2 separate regions of the Gossypium hirsutum genome follow, and region 2 is linked to region 1. A link is a contact called in public Hi-C data. All regions are on one chromosome and are shown on one strand. Each heading gives the region's core, a stretch centred on a gene start, on an enhancer-like site or on the middle of the called end of the contact. The rest is flanking DNA. Distances are from core to core; before and after follow the strand shown.

Region 1 (2,838 bases), core at 222-2,721:
AAAAAAATTCCACCAGTATATTATGTATTTTTAAGTAATGTGTAAAGAAATAATAAATAAATAAAAGCAAACATATTCATTTAAAAGTTAACAATAGACAAAATCATAAACAGTAAAACCCATCCACCATTTAATTTTAATATTTTCAGTTTTTTTTTTCTGTTGGTATTGTATCTTTTAGGTTATATAGATATAAATCCTATGTATATGCAAATTTTTATAGCTTAAGCTTAGGTTAATTTGGACCGACAAGGTTATTAATTATATGTTAAACGTCATCTAAGAGAAGCAGATGCTGTCGGCCTGGTTGCATGCATGGTTGAAGCACATTGTTGAAATTTGACCTACCTGTCATTAGCCATATGAGGACATAATTGAGAGTTTATCAGTTAAGGTCTCGATGCTTAATCTTATCCTAAATCTACTAATATCTGGATCTTAATTTATATGTCACTATTATTTTTTTAAAAAAATTAAGGATGTTAATAATTTATAAAGAATATATTTACTTTTAGGGCATCCAATGATTTGCATGATTTTCGGATCGTAGATTAATAAAAACTATTCGCTTTTGCATGAACTAATTTACCTTTTGAGTTGGATTTTCATGTGCTTTTTTTAAGTAAGAAAATGGCTTTAAAATTGTTAAATATTTAAGTTGTTTGTAGTGAAAATGAAAGCACTAAAAGGCAAAAACGAAGTACGTAATATATATATATATATATGATATTATGTATTCCAACAAGAGATTCTTTCACAAACAAAAAAACACAGGGTGGGGTGGGGGAAGTAAGGATCACAATTATGTGCCTTTTCCTCGTACAAATTTATAGGCGAAACATAAATAGAAGAGCACAACAAAACTTAGAATTAATGGCTGATTAATCTTCTATCATTAATAATAGCTAGTATAGTAGATGATCATCTTTATTGTAGGTGGAGAAATGATTCAACTTCATGCTTCAATTCAGTTTCAGATTTTCCATCCCTGCATATCACATATCAAACCACCAAGGTCTCAGGGCATCATGCATGGTTATAAAAAAAAAAGGGTTTAAAGTTGGCAAAGTAATATAGTTACCTTGGCTAATTTCCATTGGACCTGTAAGGGAAGGGAACTTGGCCTGATTCAATATACTTGACATCAGCCACAAGCAGCTCATAGTGCCTCTTAACTTCCTCAGCAGTTTTCCCACCAACAGCTTTGGCAACATTGTACCAACGGTCAGGGGTGTCCTTATCATACACAGCCAAAGCCCTTTCAAAGTCTTTGTTTTGTTTGGCTGTCCATGAACCTGAACCACGGGACGACATTGAGCTCGATGCCATTCTTTGTTCTAAAATTATGTATATATCAGTTTCAAAGAAGAAAAAAGGGTCAAAGAATCACTACTTAGAATGGCTAAAAGAAAGTGATATGTAATAGATTGCACAAGGTACTAAGAGACTGCAACCAAAGGGATTGTTATGAGCAGAGAGTTGGCAATGGTTGCTCTCTATATAAGGAGCGGAGTGGTGGGGTATATGACCAGTTGGCGTAGAAATCTTGCAAGAATTTTAATGATTTGTCTCCTTAGGAACCACAAAAATTGGAGTACAAAGAAGAAGAAGAAACAGTAATGTAAGAGAATCAGTTTTTTTTTTTAAAAAGGTGTTTTATAAGTAAATGTAGCATTTTAAGTCCTTTTCTTGGCATAATATTCTGCATATTATATGATGCGAAGTAAAAGTTCCTTTTTTATGAGGCATTAATGTGCAAATATTGTAACAGAGATAGGACCAAATTTGGTAAAAAATGCATGGTAAATTGTTCGATGCAAACTCTTTCAAATTGGTCCCTAAGATGTGCAAAAAAAACATACCCAAAACTTGATATCATATAAAGAAATAAACAAGATATCCATATGGTTTATAGAGTTAGCAGCCCTTGTTGAAATGGGAAACTGATTTTGAATAATGGGTCATTTTGGGTGAACAAAATAAGTAAGACTAAGCTTCTTGGCTGGTCCATATCTCCAATGATGAAGATCCAGAATCATTCCTTAACTGACTTCATGTTAGTCATGCTCTACCAAATTACAATTATTTGAAAGAATCTTTTATTGGCCCTTCCCCCCATGTGGACTTTAACCCTTCTTCAAATATGCCTTCAGATATGCTTTAAAGTTAAAAATTAAAAATTTTTACCTTCTCCTACAAAAAATTCTAATACAATCATTTTTTTTTTCAAAATTTACCGTGTTAATGATCAGATTTAATTTTGACAAGAAATAGTAATTGTGTTAATGATTAAATTAAGATTATTAAATCGAAATGCAAAATAATTTAATTTTTTAAAGTATCAAAATTAAATCTCAAATTTCTATGAAAGCACAGGGACTGTCAGCATGTTTTGGCCTTTTATTTTTATTTATTTATTCTCTTAGTTTTTATTTAAAAGGTTGTTGCCCCAAAAAATTATCAGCAAAAATCTGGTTTTGAGAATATATAAAGTGACTAATAGGCTTCAGCTAGTCAATATATATATATAAAGTTTGAAATCCCATTACTGGTGTAAATTAAGCAATCTCCTAATATGCAGATTACTGTTGAGCTGAACCCCCTGGAAGTGAAATTCAAGCATGATATAGCTAGCATTTGAAGTATATATAATCCAAGTTTGAATTCGTGATAGTAATGCATGCAAGTCATTTATCACTGTATAAGTGACCAGTTGACAAATATCTACATGTTCTCTTTGTTGTCAACTTGAACATTATTTGCAAATTGCTTCATTTGCAGATGAGTCTCCACAACAATGGAAGGTTAAGCTTGTGAAAGGTAAAGCCATACTTAATC
Region 2 (2,838 bases), core at 105-2,604, 130 kb after region 1:
AGTGATTAGGAAGATGCTTACAGTAACTTTTCTTTCAAAGAAGTATTTGAGTGTCAGCATGAGACCCCGAACCATTTCAGTTAGAAACAGTGTGTTTATGCTTCTCTCGAAAACTGCAATTGTGCAGAATATGAGAAACCAATCACTTCCTAAAAGAAAATGATGTAAGAAGCAATGGAAACAGAGACATTCCGGCACGCTACATTACCAGAACTCCAGTCCTTTGAAATCTCCTTTGCAAGCTGCTCTCTTTCTTCATCATCTACAATTTACAAATAAAAACATCCATGAACAAACATGGGGATCATTAGCTATGCACTTAAAAGCACTCACATGCATTTTCTAGAGCTCTGTTACAAGAAATCACTATTTCTACAGCAAATTCTGAATTGGTTCGCACGATCCCAGTCAAGAAACACTAGCCATCCAATTCAGTAAGACTAGTGATCCGCTTAAGATATGGTTTATTATAACATTATTGAGTAAAACAAATAATTCACAAAACTTCAAATTTTATTTATTCAGAATTATGTGTTTAAATAAATATAAAAGCTATATACATACATATACATAAAAGTTCCAAAGAAATGTTTTAGGTTCCAATAAATAGCATTTCGTTCCTAACAAATGATCCAGAGAAGAGTACCCTATCGAATTAGGTTTTACAAAATGTAGCGATTTGTGTTCCGACCAATGTGGTAAAACTGTTCTAGTAGTATTTCTGGTAGACCAATGAATCCAAATAGAAAAGGAACTGCATTTTTCACCATTTCCACACTCTTTTCGAAATTCAAACCATGACATATAAACATGTAAACATTTAGGTTTAGATAAAAATGAGAAGAAGAAATAAAAAGCCAACCTTTCTGCGTGCCATATGAGCGTGAACTGAGTCGCAACCCGTAGTGCTGTGAACCCTGCAACACTTGCCCTGACACAGCCTATACATATATATACATTCATAAAAAATTTCAAAAAAAAATCCTTACAAAAGAAAATTGAACTAAAAATCGTTTCCTTGATAAACAATATTACGAAATTATTTAGCTTAAATCTAGATAAAAAGATCTGAAAAGCAAAATAATGATTACGTTCTAGAGGGGGATGAAGAAACGAGTTCTTACAAGGTGTCGAGCTCGGAGAGCGTTGAGAGAGTTACGAGCGAAGATTGCAGCCATTGATTTTGATTGAAGTTGGTGTTAATCAGACAGACGAAGACGATCAGATCGTCGCCGAGCAGAGCTGTACAACCAAGGAACTGGAAAAAGAAAATCTCCCGATTAATTGAGGGATTTTCACGATGCCTTCGATAGAATCGGTTCGACTTGAAACACCAAAACGGCAACGTTTAGGGGTTTGCAATTGCAAGCCTATTACAGTAGTATTATCTTAATGTGGGCTTCAGGGAGAGAACATTCCCTAACGGGCTAAGCCCAAGAATAACACATTCATGTTTGGTTCGTTTTAGTTATTCACAGAAAAATTGTACTCATGGTCGGGCTTGGGTTTATAGTTTTTGACTTTGAGCTGACTCGGTTTAATCTGTTTTATTGTTTAAAAAAATAAAAAATAATAATTTTATATAAATATTTATACACTTTTATAAATAAATTTAAATAAAAAATATTTACTTATTATTTTAAATAGAAAAACGAATAATTTAGACAATTCTAATTTGAATTCAGTCTTAGAAATATTTTGAAAAAAACAATGAATAGATAGGTGTTATTAGGGCTGTGCATTATTCGGTCGGGGGTCGGTTAAGGTTTTTTGATTTGTTCGGTTAACGGTTAAATCGGTTCGAAACGGGTCGGTTAACCGAACAAATTCGGGTAAACCGAATTTACAGTTTAAGGGAGTTGGGCCGAATAAGACAGCCCAAATGTAAGTATTCAACAGCCATAGGCCCTAGCCCAAGAAGGGTAGAACTTGGCCTGCTGTGTGCTGTCCATTAGACCATTACCGTTTGGTCCATTTCTCAGCAGCAGAGTGAGCAAACACCCCTAACAACACCCCTATTCACAACACACCTCCAGCTCTCCTCCCTAATTTCACAAATTTCACAAATTTCACTTTCACACTCACACTGTCACAAACACAGTCCCAACAACACCCATAGCCCTAAATCTCAGTCTCAGTCTTAACTCTTAACACCCAACACCCAACAAACACTCAATAGTAGAATCGGGAGTCGCCGAGTCACCAAGTCGCCGAAGTCGCCGAGTACCAGGTTTGCTTTCTTCTAACTTCTTACCTCTTCACTTCATCTTAACCAATGCTATCCATGGTTGCTGACTTGCTGTCTTCTTTTGTACATATGAAATTTTAATATATATATTAGATTTTACAAGCAGCTATGTAAAAAAAAAAACCCTAAACAATAAAAATGGTAAACGTACATGAAAATTGAAATCATGGGGAGTGAGGCAGTGAGCAATGAAATGAAATATATAGAATTGTTTTTTCAGTTTTTCTGTGGTGGATTGAATAATGAATAGAGTCATGACCATTTCTTCTTGGGCCTTTTTTCATCATTATAATATCAGGGCCATAGGAAATTTTTTACTAATATTATAATTTTCATCATTACCCATTTCCAACATTCAATTTAGCTTGTTCTTTTCATGGCGAATTGTGCTGTTTGTATTTCGATTGAACTAATAAAAAGCTTTTCTATTGCTATTCGAGTTTTTAATGAAATTCTTTTAATAGTTGTTGACTAGATACAGTTAAATAGACATTATCTATTGTCTAATTCTGATCTTAATATTATTTCGTAATTAATAATTATTATTTTTTGTTATAAAAAATATCTAATTAAAAAACCACCAATTTGGA

What was found. Hi-C and Micro-C count contacts between places; a contact is called where the count stands out from the background.
Region 2: a Hi-C map of leaf shows a contact between it and region 1, with 3 times the contacts expected there. The contact joins the promoter of LOC107952138 here to the promoter of LOC121212191 in region 1. A contact is called at or near these places in 6 of 34 Hi-C or Micro-C datasets (hypocotyl and leaf).

What each region holds. Positions count from the first base shown.
Region 1 is chrA13:4,061,850-4,064,687 of Gossypium_hirsutum_v2.1, forward strand. LOC121212191 (protein RADIALIS-like 1) reads right to left here and starts at 1,472. Exons shown (of 2, transcript XM_041084533.1): 1 at 1,082-1,472; 2 at 943-988. The coding sequence starts at 1,329. The coding sequence ends at 1,087.
Region 2 is chrA13:4,193,932-4,196,769 of Gossypium_hirsutum_v2.1, forward strand. It overlaps LOC107952138 (NADH dehydrogenase [ubiquinone] iron-sulfur protein 8-B, mitochondrial), which reads right to left and starts at 1,355. Exons shown (of 8, transcript XM_016887416.2): 1 at 1,125-1,355; 2 at 863-941; 3 at 209-262; 4 at 22-113. The coding sequence starts at 1,178.